Linked DNA regions of Sus scrofa: region 1 is linked to region 2. The links are chromatin contacts, called in public Hi-C maps. All regions are on one chromosome and are shown on one strand. Each heading gives the region's core, a stretch centred on a gene start, on an enhancer-like site or on the middle of the called end of the contact. The rest is flanking DNA. Distances are from core to core; before and after follow the strand shown.

Region 1 (5,048 bases), core at 170-2,669, 370 kb after region 2:
TCAAAAGCAAGCAACCCCCCCCCAAACACTCCCTGACTTGCCTTTATTATTCTCCTCCCTAACTTGCTTCTTTTTCCAATTACATTGTATCAAGGCTGATATAGCCCTTCTAAACAACTTCTAAACTTTTCTCATTTCCACAACCATTGCTTTAGTTTACAACTTTAACTTACCCCTCATACTGCTTCCAGAAATTATTTTTTAAATGAAAGTCTCTTCTTTTCCCTGGTTAAGTGATTCACTAATTCAATGGCTCCTCATTGCCTGTAATAAAAAAAATATTATTAGTAGTATTATTACTATTACTATTAGACTGGTAATACAAGAATCCTTCAAAATATTATTCTGTGATATTATCTCCCTAGCTCCTTTCATCTCACACCTTCTTATGTACTCCTAGCACACCAAACAATTTGTGGTTCCTTAGAGTACCATGCTTTGTTAAATACCTTCATCTGTGTTGTTTCTCTTGCCTAAAATATTCTTATCTCACGCTCCTTTTGTCATCCACCCATTGTTATCTACCAAGCATTTCTTTTGAAAGTATTCACTTTTTTTTGTCATTTTTCAGGGCTGCACCTGCAGCATATGGAGGTTCCCAGGCTAGGGGTCAAATCAGAGCCAGCCTACACCACAGCCACAGCCACTTGCGATTGGAGCCTCGTTGTGACCTACGCGACAGCTCATGGCAACACCAGATTAATCCACTGAGCAAGGCCAGGGATTGAACCCACGTCCTCATGGATACTAGTCGGGTCTGTAAACCACTGAGCCATGGAGGGAACTCCTGAAAGTATCCGCTTTGATCTTCAGCCTGGATTGGCACCTCCTTTTGGGGTCTGAGCTCATTCTGGTCATGTTCCCAATACAGCCCTTTTCTCATAGTGTTGTCAGTGTCTCATAGTGTTGTCTGTGTCTGTTTTCCTTATTAAACTAAGATCCCAGTAAGGAGAATGCATGGTATCCCTTTCTTCTTATAGAGTCTGACAGAGAAAAGTTGCTAAGCACAGAGTCTTTTGTGTAAAAAGTGTTCAGTAAACACATATTTAGTTAGACTGAATTTTGGATGAGGAATCCACTGGGAATACATCTAGAAAAGGAGTCGTTGTAATATATTCAGTTTATTTCTCATGCATCAGTGTCATTTAAAGGGGTAAAAGCTTACCTCTCCAAAGGGTGAGGCTCCAGTCTTCTACTCTATTAGATTTCATTAGTCTTCATTCCTATGGCTGTTGTATAACTATTCTAACTCACAAAGACACCATTCAGTGACTTTACTGAATGGAATTTAGTTTGGCCTTTAGAAATCTATCATAACTCTTTCCAGCCACTAGGTTATCATTTAGTCAGAGTATTGTGCTAGCAAGTGGTCAGAGAATGAATGAGGAAGTGATGGTGGCCTCTGACGACATTGCAGGAAGCACAGAAATGGCAAGACAGTATCCAAGTGGCCACAAGTGGGAAAGGATAAGTGGGTGTTAGGTGAAGGCCAACAATGATATAATTCACTTCTAGTTTCCAGGCTTTGGCTACTATAAGCATTTTGAAGATTTAAAAATAGATATCATCTGTTCCCTGTCACATTCTCAGACGTGGAAGCCTCCTCCGTCACATTCTCAGACTCTGTGGGTCCTTACAAGACATATAAAATAGAGAAGGGGCATTTAAGTCTGGACAAAATTGAGGCATGAACTAACGTTCCACATTCCAAATGGAAAAAAAAGAAACCTCAAAACAAAAATCACATTACTACACTCTTGCCGACATAGCTGAGGTTAATATTAAAGTGTCACATCAGTTTTATTTTCTCTTTCTGAGAAATGAAGTAGTGGGAAAAGAGGAAATCAAGTTTAGGAAGGTGAGTACATGACTTATAGTTTATAGTTTATAAAAAATATAGAGTATAAAAGCCTTTCTGGAAAAAAATGTTGAAACTGGATTGGGTTATTATAAATTTTGAAAGCAGGTACATTAGAAATGTAATCAAAATGAGAGTCAAGTAGTATTCACCACCCAAAAAGCTTTCATCCAGGGTGTTAAGTGTGTACAAATTTTCACAATTAGATTTCAAGAAAAGAAAGAATAAATGTAATTTGGCTTGTACTCATACTCTGTTGAATTGTATGTCAGATCCAAACTGCACAAATCCTATAGGTTCCTTTTGGGAAAAAAACAGAAACTAAAAGTCTTTTATGTACTATTTAGTCAATACACTTTAAAGTTCAAACATTCAATATTTTATTCAGATGCTTCTTTCTTAGTTTCACTTTGTTATTACAGTATCACCTGAGAAATAACTTATTTTTTTTCAGGAAAACTATGCATATTATTAATTATTTGATCAAAAAGTGTTAAAGTTTTTGTTGAAAAGTTGTGAAAGAAATTCTCTCTCTCTTTTTTTTGTTTTTGGAAATGTGGAAGACAGGACAAAGCTTTTACTATCTTTTATTGTGAAAACATTTAACTTAGTTTACTTTGAATGGTTTATTGAGAAAAATATACTAGAGAAAATTTTTATAACAATGATAGAAACTTGCGTGGGCAAATCAGCAAGTGGCTTTATGCTTTGCTTGCCTCATGTATAAAATGAGTTTGGATTAACTACATAAAAATACTCCAGGCCTTAAAAATTCATTCTGTTATCTTCTTAATTATCTAAAGGAAACATATACACGTATAAAACATAATAAAAGGATATAAACATGTTAAACATAAAAATAATAAGATAACATAAAACATAAGGATACTATAATATCATGCTTTTGAAAAAATAAAAATGTTAAAGCAGTATTTAATTAATTCTTAATTTTGCTTTTGTAGTCAAGATTTTTTTTAATGGATGAGTCGAAGTTTTTATAGATTAGAACTGTTTAAAGAGGTAACCAAATATACATTTTGGCCAGATGCTAGAAGTTTGGGCATTAGCATCAATGCCTAGTTTAAGCTAAGACTGAAGATCACTGTTAGAGAATGAACCTCTGGGGCAATAGAGGAAATCTGGAATTTTATCCATTAATTAATTAATATTAAATTTTCATTGATAACTGTTCATGGTAAATATTCAAATGTGTTAAATCATGAAGGAACAATGGTCTCTCAGCATTGCTGATAACAAATGGCTCAGAGCTTCCTCTAAAATGCATTCATGTTGCTGAGTAAACAGTCAACTGGTGATGATGGAAAAGCTCTACTTTCCTCTAACACCATTGCTTTTTATTCATATTCTTTATTATTTCTAGATAGAAGACACTTTTTTGTGGATGTTGTCAACATGATTTTGGACACTCCCCCCCCACATCTTAGAAATCTTGAGATGTTAAATTAGTGTTTTGCTTTCAGTGTATCACACAGTAAGATATAAAAATTATGAACTGGTACTACTCTTTGAAGGATTCATGACCTAAAAATAAATAACTAAAAAAAGAAATGTAGTTTCTAAAAATATATATTAAATAAATATATATTATATATTAATATTTTCCTAAACATTATATTTTTTTGTATAATCACTTATTTAGAAATACCAAACCCCACAAACTCTGAAAATAAGGGTTTGGTTTTGATTTGTAAACATGTGTAAACATATGGTGGCAAAACATGATCTGAATTGACATAGTGTCATGGTAATCTGTAGTTACTTAGAATAATTTGCATTGGAAAAGTATTAATATTCTTATTTATAGTTACTTCCCTGGATCTACTGGGGATTTTATATAGCAAACATTACATATACCATATTAGCTTTCTAAAAGTTATAAAAATTCTTATTTTTAAATGTATCTAGTCCCATAGTTTTCAGATAAGGTATTCCTTATTCTTAGGAATATTCTGGAGAAGATAATTTTCCAAAAATGTCCTTAGAAAAATTATCTATTCCACATGTCTTTTTTAGACACTTCCCATGAGCTCATCAAGAGGCAGTGCTTAATTTTTTCTTTTGAATTTTGGCATGTTTGTGGCCAAACTAATAACTAATAGAATGTGGTGGTGTTGATGCTATGTGATTTCTAATGTTGGATTAAAAAATTTCATAAACGCCCTTGTTCTTAGGGGTCTTGTGCTCATGGAATCCAAATACCATATTGTGAGGAAGGCCAAGAAACCTATGAAAAGGCTGACATGGGGCTTCATTCATAATCATAGCTGAGTTATCAACCAATAGTCTCTATCAAAGTGTTAGCTGAGTGAATACACCATCTTGAAGAAACTCTCCAGTCCCCAGTTGACTGGCTAGCTGACACTGTGCTTAGTCCTGCTCAGATTTCAGATTAATGAAATTTGAAATCATTCATGAGCAAATGAATGCTTTTTGTTTTAAGTCACTAAATTTTGGGTAGTTCCTTATGCAGGCCTAAACTACTTTGTTATCGGTTCAGTTCCTTGTGTCAGGGAAGCTCAAGCTACGCCACCAGGAGAGAAGTAATGGAGAAGCTCTTAGATTGCCTTTAGAAAAACAGACACCAGCTGTTCACCTGTTCCAGCTGGAGCCAGCATTTGGCTGCAACCACAAGAGAGACTGACTCAGAGTGGACTCCCATTCACTCTTTCAGAATTCCTGATACACAGAAACCAAAAGGAAGAACCATGGACTTAAGAAACGGGAGAGCAGCTGGGTGAAAACAATTTGTAAAGAAGATCAGACTGGTTCTGAGTGATCTCTTAGTCATGATTCTGAGGCTTTCACTGTGATCACTCTCAAGGAGAAGAGACCTGCAGAGTATTCTGTAATGTGTGTGTGTGTGTGTGTGTGTGTGTGTGTGTGTATGCATGCATGAACATATGTATGCATGTCTGTGTGTGATATGTATGTGCATGTGTGTGTATGTGGGTATGATGTATATATGCATGTCTGTGTGTGTATATATGTATGTGTGTATGTATGCATGTGTGCACACACATGTGTTAGGTATGTGTATTATGTGTGTTATGTTTGTATATACGCATGTGCGTATGTAGGCGTATATGCATGTATGCATGTATGTTATGAATGTGTATATATGCGTGTGTGTATGTATGTATGGGAAAGAAACCACACTCCTGCTCAGATA
Region 2 (5,102 bases), core at 1,099-3,598:
CTCCACCTGTCCCCTTTAATAACTATAAGTTTTTCAAAATCTGTCTGTTTCTGTTCTGCAAATAAGTTCATTTGTATCCTTTTTAAAAAGAGTCCACATATAAGTGATATCATATGATATTTGTCCTTCACTGTCTGATTAATTTCACTTAGGATAATCTCTAGGTCCATCCATGTGGTGCAGCAATTATTTTCAAATGTTTTAAATCAAAGCCTGTGAACTAGGATGCTTTGAGGATTCTCAGGAGGATGGCCTGTGGGTGCGCCACGCTGCTCAGGGTTGGAGAGCTGAAGCCTCTCCCACCTAGTCTAGAGTCCTCCAGCCTTGGGAAGAGGAAGCCTACTTCTGCCCTTGGCTCTCCGAGGGTCACCGACTGCTCCACTCCTGGGCTGATAGATGCTTTTGCAGCTCCAAGTCAAATGAACAGGAGAAAATTAATTTTTAAACCAAGAATATCAACAACCAGTTATGTTGCTTCCTAGTCCACATTGCCACCATAAATGAAAAAAAAAAAAGTAGTACATACACACACACACACACACACACACACACACACGCACACAACCCCCACCCCACTTGGGGAAAATGCAAACTCCAGCCAGCCTGGGTTGATGTGCAAAAGGCAGCAGTTTTCCTTTTCTAGACTGAGGTGTGGGTTTCCCCTGGGGCGTCCCTGGCGGTTCCAGGCCGAGGCGCAGCGCTCCTTGCGCGGGGTCTGGACAGCGGCTGCTGGGACTTCTCTGCTCCCCTGTTCTGTCCCCTAGGCTGTCACCCGCCCATGTGCGTCCGAGAGAAGGAGTTGAGTGAGAGTGCGGGTGAAGGCTGTCCGTAGGCGGGGGATAGGGCTCAGTGGTACCCAGGTGATCGCCGGACGCTGGGGCATGCAGGTCGTGTTGTTCACGCTCTGGGCGCTGGTGGTGGCGGAGTGAGGAATGTTTGTGCCAGACACCCAGGTTGTGAGAGTTTGACGGGGAAAAGCCCTGTGCGCTGTGTGCGTTTGGGCTCTTTGTGTGAGCTCCCGGCTGGACTTCGCGTGGGCCGTGTGTACGCGGGGAATGTGCGGAGGTGGTGATTCCCAGTTTCCTCCATTCTCTCCCTCCAGTCTGGTCTCCGGCTTTCTCCCACTTTCGCTGGGCAGCCAGTGCGTGGGTCGGGGTGCAGGGGACCGCCCTGCAAGTTCTTTTCATTCTAAAGGCAAGTTCGGGGTCTATCACGCTTGATGGAGGGAAGGCCGAATTAGCAGAAGCCAAATCAAACAGGGAAGAGAGCTTTACACTGTATACACCACTTCTATTTTGGGCGGTTAATTCCAGGAATGCCCCTCCCGCGTTCTCTTCTGCGCCCCCTCCTCCACTCCCGGAAGCTTAAACTTGCAGGAGTAACGCCTGGGCTTTGAGAAGCCCAAAGGCGCAGGGTTGGCTCCAAGAGCAACAGAAGGTTGTAATCAGAACCTTTCCTGAAGTCCTTTTCTGATGCCACAGTATAAGAAACCCGCGCTTCCTCTCGTGCGCCTAGCAGCTCTAGGTGCCAGGCTCCCCGCTGGGGGCCAAGGGGTGGAGCAGAGCGGGGAAGGGGCGGCAAAACCTGGAGACGGTGCAGGCAGGACATCCGCCGCACCTTTAACCTACAGCTCCCAGCAGTTGGGGTGGGGGAAAACTTTTTCCCCCTCTGTCGGCTTGACCGTGGGGCAGGGGTGGTTAAGCGCTAAGCTTTCTGTCTGAAGCCTCTATTTGGAACCGGGTTTGTTCCAGCCCTAGGGAGAAATTTCTAGGGTGGCCGGAACTTGTTTTTGAGAGGCTTCAAGTTCTGAGGATCCCTAGGTTTCCTACCCTTCCTTGCTCTCTTCCCTCGGCTCAAATGAAGCCTCCCAGTTCCTTCCCGAAGCCCCAAGGGGAGAAACAGTAATGGGAAAGCCATCCCCTAGCTGAGTCCCGCGCAGGCGGCCGTCCGGGTTTCCAATCGCCGGAGACTGAAAAAGACAGAAGGCGCGCCGCGTGCGCAGACAGTTAGTTAATGGAAACCCTGTAAATCGGTTTTAAGTGCACCCAGGACGGAGGGGGAGGAAGGTGTAGGTGGTGATGATGGGGGATCGGGTTAGGATGGGGTGGGGTCGGTCACATTCTTGCAGTTTTGAAAATGAGAGTCGCCTACGTCCCTCCCATTGTCCTTAAATTACAAAAATAAATCTATTAAGGAAAATCCGCACAGATAGGGAAACCCGACCTCCCCAGCCCGCCCCAAGCGGAGGAGTGAGTGGCTTCCCTTGGCAGAGAACCCGTCTGCGGCTATCCCCCTCCCCGCTTCCTCCTCCCCCTTTTCGGCCCCCTCCCCCCCTCCCTGGCGGGGCACAGCTACTACGGCGATCGCCACCTCACGCAGAAGGAATGTTCGAAGTATGCACACGTTCCCTAAAGTAGACCTCCTTCACCGCCGGAGGAGCATACATCACCCCGTGGCAGCCGTCCACCTTCTCAGGCGTTTCGTAACCGAGTAAACTGAGAGTTGGGAACAGCCCTCTATTAAGTAGCCCGCGTCGCGGAGCCTCTTCCCACTCGACGAAGGCGAGCCTTCCCAGACGCGTCCGCTCGCCGGCAGCTGCGGTCCGGGCCGTCTCCGCCTGTCCTGCCGCGCCTGCCGCTCGGACTGGGATCCTCATTCGCCTCCTCCTCCCCGGTGGCTCTGCCGCTGCCACCTCCCGGCAGCCGCCAGGTGCGCCTGGAGAGCAGCACCAATTGCTGGGCGGGCGGAGGTCACACCGAGCGCCAACTTCTACGACGCCGGGAAACCGCTGTAGCCGCTGCTGCCTAGGTCACCACCGCCTCAGGTCGGTCTGGCTTCTAGCCCCCTCACCCCAGCCCTTCCAAAGATAACTAGGGCGACTTGCTTCGAGCCTGGTCCTTGCTCTGCTCTAATCCATGAAGGATCCCGAGCGGGGGCCTTTGGGACTTTTGAGAGTGAAGATGTGCCGGATATACTGAGATTTTGCGATTCATTTATATCTTTTAGGTAGGAAGAATACAGGTTTTCTTAAGAGCGCAGGGTGGCTGTGCGTGCATAAATGTTCCATGTTCCAGTGTAGAGGGATTTCGGCTAGAGATGCTTCATTGAACTTGATAAAGTTTGCGCGGGGTTGTGTGACCGGCTTCCCTCATGGCCTCGAGATTGCCGTGGTCCAGCCTGCGCGCAGGGAAGGTATTTCAGTGACACAGGGTTCGGAATTCTTTGGAGAGCAGGCTGAGTGCTCCGCCGCTCCTCAAGGCTGCGCGGATGTATGTGGCATCTCGAGACAGATTCCTGGGCGAGGGTCCTGGCTTCTTCCTCTGCTTTTCAAAGCATCAGAGATGTTGGGTGAGTTCAGATCTCGAGGACTCGGCTTTGTCCAGCTTTACCCAGCTTCTGGAGACAGCTTCCCCTCCCGATCTATTCGGGAGTGCATTGGTGGAGGCCCTACTCAGGGTCCTGGAACCTCCATCCCATATCCTAGAGAGTGTAGGGATGGGAAAGTGTGGGCTCTGGGCTTATTTACCGAGCGGGCACCCGTAGCCAGGGAGCAGAAGAGGCATGCCGGCAGAGGCCGGAATCAGACACCCGCAGAGGCGGCAGGTGACCTTTTTGGGATTATCCGGGACCCCCCTTCCGCCACATCAACCTGGACTCTGTGGCCTTCTAAAGACCTACAGCGCTGGGGAGGACAAGAAAGGAAATGAGGGCTAAAGTCGCCCTGGGGTAACTGTTGTCGAGGTCGCTGTGGGTAGCGCAGGAGATCTGGAAGGACCCCTGCGGGGTGGGGGTGGGGATGTAATTTCCTTTAACTCTACGCGGGAGTGAAAGGACTCGGCCTCATCCAGCGGGGTGGGGGAGGGGAAGAGTCGGCCGAAGGCGATCAGTTCCTTAAGCCTACCCCCGCTCCCCCGCAACAGACTCATTTTCATTCATGAGGGTGAACTGAGGGAATCCTCGCTGCTATGTAGGGACGGCAGCTTTAAACTTCACGTCTGAGAATGCGCAATGAAGTGTTGCTAAACATTCAGACAAATGTTTTGGCTAAACGGAGAGAAAGCTTCCCCCCGCTTGCCTCGTTTTAAAAGCTTATGGACTGAATGCCTGGCTGGCTGGCTGAACTAATTGCGTTCAGAACCCGGTAGAGAAACGATTCATTGTGCCGCTGCGTCAGGAAGCCGATAGGTGGCGCTCTAGACCCAGACACTAGCCCTTCCACGACTCCGGTTTTTGTAGAGAATACAGCGGTTAAAAAAAAAAATCTGCACACAGCTTTTCGGTGGGTCGACTGTCAGCCTTTAACTTTTCATGAGCACGACTGCCAACTAAGTTGGAAATGATTATCGCAAAGTTAAGGCCAGACGACGGGAACAATGGGCCAGTCTCACCTCTTGCTTTTCACTGATGTAGAAAAGGAAGGGTTAGAATGTCAAACAGTTGCTAATTAGGAAGAAAGAAATTGCTAGAGCCCTTGGATCCCCAGAGCAGCGACAAAATTTTAATCTTGGCTTCATAAAAAGGAGCTCCGGGCAATTTGGCACGGCTGTTCATCGGACATTTAAAATGCAATTTACACTCAGGCCCAGGAAAGCTGCCCTGATATGCTGTGCCAATAATTTGGAAAACCATGGTTGGAGCTTGTCAGTTTCTTTTCTCAAAGAGGGCTCGACCTTTGGCTCATTTTTGTATTCCTAAGCATGACTTCGTTTTTCACAGGACCAGTTTGTTGCCATCTGATAATTTCTATACCTCAGAGTCAACTCTTTTTTTTTTTTTTTTTTGACTCTGGCAGCTTCCTACTTATAAGTTCATTGCTAGTAGCTTTTGTCTCTGAATTGGACCTTAGAATATTTTAGAAGATTCCCTACTACGGACACGGCACTGATTAGGCACCTACTGTGTTCTGGGAGCCACAAAAGATGAATAAGACTTTTTGTCTTTAAGGAATTAATAACCTAGTTACAGAATCAATAAAAATGAGAGTAGAATATATTCTCCTCTGGAGCATATAAACCTGTAACCTTCTGGAAAAAAATGAACAGTTAAAAGAAAAATTACTGAGAATTTAAAAAAAAAAAGTGTTGGGAAAACAAAATATTTTG

Evidence for each region. Hi-C and Micro-C count contacts between places; a contact is called where the count stands out from the background.
Region 1: a Hi-C map of embryonic fibroblasts shows a contact between it and region 2, with 2.5 times the contacts expected there. The contact joins the enhancer-like site here to the promoter of COL12A1 in region 2. A contact is called at or near these places in 1 of 5 promoter capture datasets (liver) and 4 of 47 Hi-C or Micro-C datasets (adipocytes, embryonic fibroblasts and fibroblasts).

Annotation. Positions count from the first base shown.
Region 1 is chr1:91,113,097-91,118,144 of Sscrofa11.1, forward strand. No RefSeq gene overlaps it. Among named protein-coding and RNA genes, the nearest start is that of COL12A1, 370 kb to the left of the region's middle. Within about 2 kb of position 1,420, at least 4 of the 83 cell types and tissues checked have an H3K27ac peak or open chromatin away from gene starts, as enhancers often do. A contact at or near this core is called in embryonic fibroblasts, where this site is marked.
Region 2 is chr1:90,742,061-90,747,162 of Sscrofa11.1, forward strand. It overlaps COL12A1 (collagen alpha-1(XII) chain), which reads left to right and starts at 2,349. Exons shown (of 51, transcript XM_021092374.1): 1 at 2,349-2,824.